2 separate regions of the Bos taurus genome follow, and region 1 is linked to region 2. Evidence: chromatin contacts called from public Hi-C data. All regions are on one chromosome and are shown on one strand. Each heading gives the region's core, a stretch centred on a gene start, on an enhancer-like site or on the middle of the called end of the contact. The rest is flanking DNA. Distances are from core to core; before and after follow the strand shown.

Evidence for each region. Hi-C and Micro-C count contacts between places; a contact is called where the count stands out from the background.
Region 1: a Hi-C map of liver shows a contact between it and region 2, with 1.8 times the contacts expected there. The contact joins the enhancer-like site here to the promoter of SPACA3 in region 2. A contact is called at or near these places in 2 of 11 Hi-C or Micro-C datasets (liver and skeletal muscle).

Annotation. Positions count from the first base shown.
Region 1 is chr19:17,281,801-17,286,855 of ARS-UCD2.0, forward strand. No RefSeq gene overlaps it. Among named protein-coding and RNA genes, the nearest start is that of TMEM98, 16 kb to the right of the region's middle. Within about 2 kb of position 3,456, at least 37 of the 102 cell types and tissues checked have an H3K27ac peak or open chromatin away from gene starts, as enhancers often do. A contact at or near this core is called in liver, where this site is marked.
Region 2 is chr19:17,245,099-17,249,676 of ARS-UCD2.0, forward strand. It overlaps SPACA3 (sperm acrosome associated 3), which reads right to left and starts at 2,847. Exons shown (of 5, transcript NM_001105007.1): 1 at 2,709-2,847.

The DNA.
Region 1 (5,055 bases), core at 2,206-4,705, 37 kb after region 2:
CTGTGCTTCCTCAGATGAAACTGCAGAGAATGACTCCATGAGGTACCAAGAATTATTTGGGTTATATCTTCAATGGCTCTCCATTGCCCTCAGGATACAGTAAGCATGATTTATGGGCCCTGCTTGGCTTTCCCTGGGCTTCCCTGGTGGCTCAGAGGGTAAAGCGTCTGCCTGCAATGCAGGAGACCTGGGTTCGATCCCTGGGTCAGGAAGATAACCTGGAGAAGGAAATGGCAACCCACTACAGTAATCTTGCCTGGAAAATCCCATGGACAGAGAAGCCTGGTAGACTACAGTCCATGGGATTGCAAAGAGTCAGACACGACTGAGCAACTTCACTTTCTTTCTTTGCCTTTCCCTAATCCTCTTTTCAACCCACTCTCCCATCCCTGCTTTGTCTCATCTAAGATTCTAGCCAAACATGCTATGTTCCTTCATATTTAACTTAGGATATGGAGCTCTTCCCCACACTGACCACCTCCTGCTAGTCCTTTAAGACTCTCTCTGCCTTTCCTCATCACCCTCATCCATCTCTTTGATCCCTTATGGTTCCCACCTTTAACTTTGAGCTGGGTTTGGGGTGAATAAAGGAAGGGTTGATTTCTTCCAGTCTGCTTGGTTGGTTGGTTGGTTGGTTTGTTGGTTTTACCAGTACATCTAACTTGTGAATATTATTAATAATCATTCACCCATGGCACATCACTGCTCCAAACATTTCAATGATATTTATTTGATCTTTGGATGAGAGAGGATTTTCTAAGCATAAAAGCAATGAAAGAGAAATCACTAAGGGAAAGAAAATCAATACATTTGACTATACCAAATTTAAAACGGCTGGATGTCAGAAACCATTCTAAACAAAACTAAAAGGCAAATGACAAGGCTGGGGAAAGTCTACGCAATAAATATGACAAAGGGTTGTTATCCTTAATATATAAAGAGCTCATACAGATCGATAAGAAAAATAATAAAATCCCAGAAGACAAATGGGCAAAGGACGTGAATAAGTACAAAGAGCTAATAAACACATGAAAAATTTTTTGTTCCACCAGCACTCAGCGAAACACAAATTAACATAACGCTAAACGATAGTGCATTTATCAAATTCGAGTAACATTGAAGGCAGATAAGGGCACAGAGATCATTTGACTGTTCTTCAAGAAAAAACTAAGCACTTTTTAAACTTTCAATAGCTCCCTACCACCTAAAAGAAAACCCCAGGCTCTGGTCCATGCCTCTTCTCCCATCTGATCTCCCATCATGCCCCCCACCCCCTTCTTATCCCCCATCCTACCCCCACCCTCCTTCAGGACAATTAAAACAGTAATTCCCCGAGCCCAGCATGGGATGTCGGCTGCACAGACTGCCCTTCCCCAGGCCTCTGTTCTCCTCCACCACCACCGCCTCCTAGATCTCATGCAATCTTCTTTTCCCGGCTAACACTTGTCCTCCTTAACAATGCTTCTGAGACAGCATCATCTTTGGGAAACTCTTAGAAACTCTCTCGCGAGATGAGGTTGCTGCCCCTGCTCTGTGCTACCACTAACACACACAGTCCCTTATCCAGCAATTAACCGAATTATTAACAGATTGAAAATCACTCTTTATGGGTTTCTTTCCACCTTAGATCATATGCATCTCAAGAGAGGCATTATATTTTTATTCATTCCTGCATCCCAGGGTTTAATCCAGTGTAGAGAGTCCACAGATGACTTTTGAACTAATTAATCACGTAATAAATTAATTATTCCATTTTGCACCATAAATTTTTTTGCTGTTATTCTGGTAAATGCATGCTTTACTTAAAAAGGGTAAAATTAAGTCATCTTGAGTGGAGAGAGACTATCTCACCCATGCCCCAGCTCTCATTTTAGTGCCCATGTTCTATCATCCTGGGGGTTGTAACCAATTAGTAGGCCATGAAATTAATGTATGGGTCGTGACCACCATTTTTAATGAAAAATACTAGAAGAAAATAGAATAACTCTGGTATCTGCTGTTTCCTTCTTGTTATGGATTTCCCCACCCACTGAACGCAGGCAGGCAGGAGTAGGTAGAGAACACAGTAGGTAGAGAACACAGGAGACTTCCCTGGGGGTCCAGGGGCTAAGACTGCCAGCTCCCAACGCAGGGGAGCCAGGTTCAATCTCTGGTCAGGGAACTAGACCCGGTGCAGCCAAATAAATAATAAATAAATAAATAAATAAATTTTTTTTAAAGAACACAAAGTGGAGAGTTGGAGTTCCCGCTCTCATTCTTTCCTGGGAGGGAGGGGTGGCCGTGCCACAAGGCTCGCAGGATCTCGGTTACCCGACCAGGGATTAAACCCAGGCCACAGCAGTGAAAGTGCTAAGTGCCAACCACTAGATCACCAGGGAATGCCCCCTTCTCTCATCCTTCTCTCTCTAGGCTTTGATTTGCTGATCCGTAAAATGGGGATGATAAAACAGACGTAGAATTAAACAGTAAGAACCAAGGGATGTTGCAAATTCTCAAAACTGCCCATTAGCATTTCTGATACAAAGACACGGTAGCTACCTACCAGGATCAGACCCAGCGGGATTAGGTCATTACCCCGGCACTTCCTGTTCCAGCCCCAGCCCCTCTCTTCCTCTATCCCTACGCATTTGCCCACCCTGCCTTTATACTGTGATTGAGTCATGAGCCTCTGAGACTCAGGGGGCAGGAAACATGTAACAGTGACATCAGGACATTTCTGGGTCTTGGAGTCTAACATCCTAGGGTATGAAATAAATGACTCTTTGTAAATTGCGAATCTGACCAAGTCACCTCCCAGGGAAAGCTTTTCTAGGTCCCCATTATGCTCAGGATGAAGCTTCGACTCCCTAATATAACCTATAAAGTCCTCCATGATCTGCCAACATGTCCAACCCCCAGTTTCCCGACTAGGGATAGAACCCTAGTCCCTTGCATGGGAAGGTGAAGTCTCAACCACTGGACTGTCAGGGAAGTCCCTGTCTCTGCTTTTTAAGACCAGGGATTGTGACTTTGGTTTCATATTCCCAGCACCTAGCACTACGCTTCCTCCAGAGTAAGTAAACAGTACTTGTGGGTGGGAGGGAGAAGAGGAGGGAGGGGGGAAATGAGAAGGGAGGGAGAGGAGGACAGAGGGAGTGAAGGAGGAAATAGATGGAAATTCTTCACTTGACACCTTTCCAAAGTGTCCAAGGTCGTAACGCAACTCAGGGGCTTTGAACTGTAAGTCATTTTGTTAAGGTCAGGCTTGTGTGGCCACGCAGAGTGGAAAGGGTCTCTGAAGAGAAGGAACTCCTGGAATGAGGCGGTCAGGGTAAGCACCAGGGCAAGTTGGATGCCAAGAACACGTGTTCTGTCTGGGAGATTTCACAAGCTGGAGGAGGCTCCAGGCTGCGCTCTGAAGGAATGTGGGTTTGGGCAGTCAACCCTGGGAACACTGCTAAGAGGCCAGGAGCGTGGACTGCCTTCCTGTTGTGAACACAGCTGGGGTGGGGCAGGCACAAGGCTGGGCCACTCTCCCTACTGCAGTGGATTCCGGACTTTTGGCTACTCGGCTCCCGAGCTCCTGCTTAGACAGAGCTATGGTAACTGGGGTGACACCATCTTGATCAGCTGCTCCAGGGCACAAGGAGCTCTGGGGAGAGAAGGGTTAACATTGGCTAATGAGTACCAGGCACACAGTTGGGCATTTTGCATATACTGCTTCATTTAACTGGCATACCAACCCTGAGGGATTTTCCAGGCAAGAATACTGGAGTGGGTTGCCGTTTCCTGCCCCAGGGGATCTTCCTGACCCAGGGAAGCATCTGGACCCACATCTTCTGTCTCTTGCAATACCAGGTAGATTCTTCACCACTAAGCCACCTGAGAGGCTCAGTGAGGCAGCAACCTTGGTTTTTTACAGATGACAGAGCTTAGGACCAGAGAGATTAAGAAACTTGTCCAAGCTCACACAATGACTGAACCCAAGTTTGAATCTAATTCTGTCTGACTTCAAAGCGCTTGCTCATCTCATACTCAATTCCGATCCCTAGTTTCTTCTTCGTTCAGAATCTGAGTCTGCTGTTCCTGCTCCAGGGTAGGAGGTGGGGGTAGGGGTCATGGGAGAAAAGATCTATGACGATACACGAAGACACCAGTGAACTAGGGACTTGGGCTGTGTCCGTCCTCTGGATTTGAGACCTGGCTGGATCCCCAGCTCCCCGACCAGCTCCTCCCAAGAAAAGAGGCAAGTTCCGCCAACTCCCAAAGGGCTAGAAGAGACCCACCCCAAAGACGGTGCTTCCACCTCATCCACCAGGCGCCAACAGCAACCAGATCCAGAGACGTATTTGTCCTGAGCTAGAGACAAAAGGAAGACTATACAGGAGCAGAATCGCAGATCCTGCAGCCTGGCAGACGCTTTTAAGGTCTTCAGGAACCTCACTACTAAAGGATCAGGATCTCAGGGCTTGGGGGAGCAGGTGGTCCAGGACTTGCCAGGGCTCAGAGAAGAGATGGGAATGAGAAGAGACGGGAAGAGATGCTGGGAAACTTCTCCACTTCTAACCCCACACCTGTGGATGGTGTCTGAGAGGTTAAGGGCTCTCTTTGGCTAAGGGCTCTGGTCTGGGTTGAAATGCAGGGACAGTGACAGCTGTGGCGGTCACTGCAACCTTAGCGTGGTGGTTCCCAATCTGGTTACAAAAGCAGGTATTGAAAGGGAGGGAAAAGGACAAAAACAGGACTCTGGATACCTATGATGGAGCCCACAGATAGAAAAGTCAAAGTGGGGAGAGGTTTAGACTCCAGGTTTCCAATGCAGAGGGTGCGAATTTCATCCCTGGTCAGGAAGCTAAGATCCCACATGCCCCACGGCCGGCCAAGAAAACGGAACATAAACAACAGAAGCAATATTGTAACAAATTCAATAAAGACTTTAAAAATGGTCCATATATAAAGAAATCTTAAAAATATAAGAAAGAAAAGTCAAAGTAATTCTGAATATTTCCCATTCACAGCTCACCAGCAAGACAGGAAAGTTACCCAGCATGTGGTCAGCGTTGATAGGAGCAGACA
Region 2 (4,578 bases), core at 1,597-4,096:
AAAAGAAAGACACAGAGAGAACTGGGCTCTTTGCACTAGAGCTCAGCTGGTTGTTCTTTCTATTACAAAGCGATGCTGGCACAGGTACTGATGCTCGTCTCGGTCAGCTTTCTCTCTACCGTTTTGCTCAAAGGGTACTCAGGACCTTCGTTACCGTCCTCGAGTTCCCCTCCCTTGCCTGTCCCACCTCACCTCCTGCCTCACTGAGAAAAACAAGGTGATCCCCTGTGAGATGTCCTCCTTCCTTCTGCCTTCACCCCACCCCACTCACAAAGGCATCCACAGCCTCAGCCGTCCTCACAGAGAAGGTGCCTCTACGCCGATCTGGACCCATCTTTCCTCCAAGCTCTGCGTTTCATCCTTCCCCATCTCTCAGACTTGTTCCACCAGCCACTCCTCCTCTCTCAGCATCACCAGCATCTCCTCTCCATCGGCTCCTCCTTCCTCTGCAGGTACGGACGTGCTTAGGTCTTTAGCTCCTAAAATACCTTCCCTGGGCTCTCTCTCTACTGACCTGTCCCTCTTCCTCTCTTCTCATTTAAACATCTACATGAAAATCTATGATTTTCTCGCCTCCTATTTTTCAACCCAGAGACACTTGGCATCACCATCGCGACCTCTCGCCTGACACTGTTCTGCCCAGGAGTGCAGTGGACCCTCGTGGCCTCCTGTCTCGCAGGAGCTCTCAGCAGCCTTGCCTCCTGCTGCCCGCTCCACCTGGTTCAAACTCTTACCTCTCCCTCTCTCTGCTACCACGATGCTTCCCTCGGACTCCCCTTGTGCAACACACTTCTGCCCAGGTCTTAAATGCTGATACACTTCCTAGGCATTTCTGCCTTGAGCTGTCCTCGCTCCCACTTCAGGAAACACTCTTGTGAATTCCCTGGTGGTCCAGTGGTTACGACTCTGTGCTTCCACTACAGGGGGCACGGGTTCAATTCCTGGTCCAGGAACTAAGATCCCACGTGCCACAGGAGGCCCGGCAAAGACAAAACAAAGGAAACCTTGGCAGGCTGCAGGATGCCTGAGCATGCCTGTCCCTACTGCCCCCTGCAGGATGATGGCTCCTATTACATCTTCCCCAGAGCGGCCAACCTCACAGCTAACTGCCTCCTGACTGTCTCCATGTGGGTAACACCGGCACCTCCAGCTGAGCACATCCAAAGTACAGCCCATGGTCCCACTGTTTTAGAGCTCTTTTCTATGTCTTCTCTTCTTGGTTTAAAACATTCTTGGCTTTAAACTCATCATGTTGCATGGTTTAAACCTATGGTTATCCAAACTAGCTATATAAATGTCATTCTTCACTCCTTCTCTCCATCACAACATCTTTCACTCATCCGCAACCCATCAATCCCGAAGTGCTGGTGAGGCCACCTTCCCTCCAAGAGCAACGTCTTTCCCTTAGTTCAGACCACCCTCCTGGTGTGCTGATGGTCTCCTTGCATCTAGTCCTGACTCTTCTCCCAAACTATTCTACACACATTCACCAGACTGAAGGTTTTAAACAAAAAGCCTGGCCAGGGGACATCCTTAGATGGTGTCCTTCATCACTGATCCCAAGTGTGGTCCACAACGACCCTGGTGACCCAGGCTTGCTGACCTCTCCCCACGATACTTTAAGCTCCAGTCATGCCATGTCAGGGCTTCCCAGGTGGCTCAGTGTTAAAGAATCTGCCTGCCAAGCAGGAGATGTGGGTTTGAACCCTGGGTCTGGAAGATCCCCTGGAGAAGGAAATGACAACTCACTCCAATATTCTTGCCTGGGAAATCCCATGGACAGAGGAGCCTGGTGGGCTACAGTCCATGAGCTCGCCAAAGAGTCAGACACGACTTAACGACTAAATGACGGCAATAATGCCATGTCATTTGCTCATGATGAACCTGCCATCTGAATGAGAACCCTTTTCCTTTACTTGCATCACTCTTACTCATTTCAAAGGTCACATCAGAAGTGAGTTCCCCAGTGAGATGTCCCCAGGAAGCGCCCGGCCCCCCTCAAGACCCCCAAAGCGCCGTGTTTCTGCACACTAGACTGTAAAAGACATCAGCCTTCCCCCACTACAAGGTGAGCCTCCAGAGAACAATGGCGTTCTTATTTCTCTTCTTATCCTGAGAGTCAAGCAGAGTTGCCGGCCTGGAGTGGCTGATCAAATGGGCCCTTCTCAAGACTGAAGTATACGGAAGTCATGTGCTCAGCGCATGAGCCCACTCATCAAAGTGTCGGGGGTGAGAGGGAGGCAGACACCCTTCTGAGTTCTTAAAGTGTGACCGACACTGTGCTGGCCCTTTTCTGGCTGTTTTCTGACTTAATCTCATCTAATCCTCACAACAATTTGAGGGGCGGGGAGGATTACTATCCCCAATTATAGATGAAGGAACAAAACCCACTGTTATACAGAGACTGTTTCTGCTTTTTCAGTAGCAAGAGTTATTTCAAAGTAACTTCTTCCTGAGCCTTCCCCAGCAGGTCTAGAGGTGGAAGGAGTCAGGTCTGGTGATTCAAAGACCAGAGACCTGCCAGCGTGGTCTCCCCTCTCTCTCTCTCCCTCTCTCTCTCTCTCAGCTCAGCGCCCCCATCCTCACCAGCCCAGTATCCCCTCACCATCTCTGACCACCACCTTCATTTTCCCAAGCCCCTCTCTGGTCAGACCAGCCCAGGGCCCTGGTTAACAGCTGCAGGAGGAGGGGGAAGGCGGCTCACTGACCGTGTCGTCCTCACCAGAGCTGCGCAGCAGTGACCGTAGCAGTAACAGCGGTGGCCCGACACCCGGCTTCAGCCCAGAACACGCCCCATGATACTGATGGGCCCCCCAGCACCCGGCTGGGAGAGAATGATGGGAAACTGACGCGGGGCCTTCTGGAACTCCCCAGTTCTGTGAGCTCATCTTCTAGAACCATCTTCACCCACTGAGCTTTGATAGCACCCCCACTCAAACCCCTCAGTTTCAGGGCCTGGAGACCTGTTCAGAGTATCTAAGCTCACCTCCTCTTGCCTGCTTCTGCCCCTACACACGACACTTTGAAGGATGGCTCCTCTCCTCCCAACAGGCCCTTCTGGGGGTTACCCAGCAATGCTGATGCTGGCGGGTGCCCACCGTCTCCCCGGGCAGCTGACCTCACCATTCCACTCTTCCGTTCTGCTCCCGTTCTCCTCCACCCCGTTCTCCATCTGTGTGATGATAGTGGACAAGCCCAGGACAAAGGTGATGCTGCCGATGCTAAAGCTTGCGGGGCAGAGAAATGAAATGGAAGGGCATGTGACAACCACATCCACGCCCCACAGGGGCCCCTGCTTCAAAGCCTTAAGGGCATGGACTTGGCAGTCAGGCTGATCTGAGAATGAAGACAGGCGCCAGTGACTACCAGCTGGGTGTCCCAGTAAAAGGGACTTAACCTCTCTGTTTCCTTAATTCTCAAGGGGGAATAGCAAGACAGGAAATACCTTGAAAGGTGCGCGAGACACAGGATCCGTTACTACTAACAGCCAAAAACATGCCAGGCTGCTCCTGTCCGTCCTGTGTGCCTCCCCCCTAGCCACAGATGGACCAGATTAGAATCGAGGGGTTGACCTGTGGTTGCATCAGGATCTCCTTTTTTATTTTCTAATTTTATTGTGGTAGAAACCCTTATCGTGAGATCTACCCTCACCAAAATTTTAAATGTCTAGTACGGTGTTGTTGATCGTAGGCACAGTGTTGTACAGAAGAACTTCAGAACTTCTTCATCTCATTTAACTAAAACTTTATGGCCATAGATCAGTGACTCCCCATGCCCTTCTCTCCCAGCCCCCGGCAACCACAGTTCCACTCTTCGACTCTATGAACTTGACTCTTTTAAACACCTCCTATAAGTGGGGTCATATAGTATTGGTCTTTCTGTGACCAGCTTGTTTCACTGAGCATAATGTCCTGAAGGCTCATCCACGTGGTCATATGCTACAGGATTGCCTTCCTTTTTAAGGCTGAATAGTTATACCCTTGGATGTATATATCACATTTTAAATATCTATTCATGTGATGGACATTTTGCTTGTTTCCACATCATGGCACTTGTGAATAATGCTGCAATGAGCATAGGAGTGCTAACATCTCTTTGAGATCCTGATTTCCATTCTTTTGGATAAATATCCAGAAGTGGCATGGCCGGATCATACAGTAGTTCTATTTTTTAGTGTTTTGAGGACACTGTTTTCCATAGCAGCTTCACCATTTTGCATTCCTACCAACAATACACAAGGGTTCCAATTTCTCCATATGTTTGCCAAAACTTATCTTTCACTTTTTTTTTATAATAATTATCCTGACAGGTGTGATCGTGGTTTTGACTTGCATTTCTCTAATAATTAGAGGTGTGGAACATTTTTTCATATGCCTGTTGACCATCTGCATGTCTTCTTTGAAGAAATACCTCTTCAGCATCAGGATTTCTTCAGAGCTTCCCTGATGATGCCAATATACCACCAAGGCTTGGCCTCTGTCCAGGTGAAAGTTCCCTGGACTTGAGCTAGAAAACCTGAGCTCAGTGTCTTGGTCTGCCCCTGACTGGCTATTTATTCTTGTTGGGTTAACCTCCATT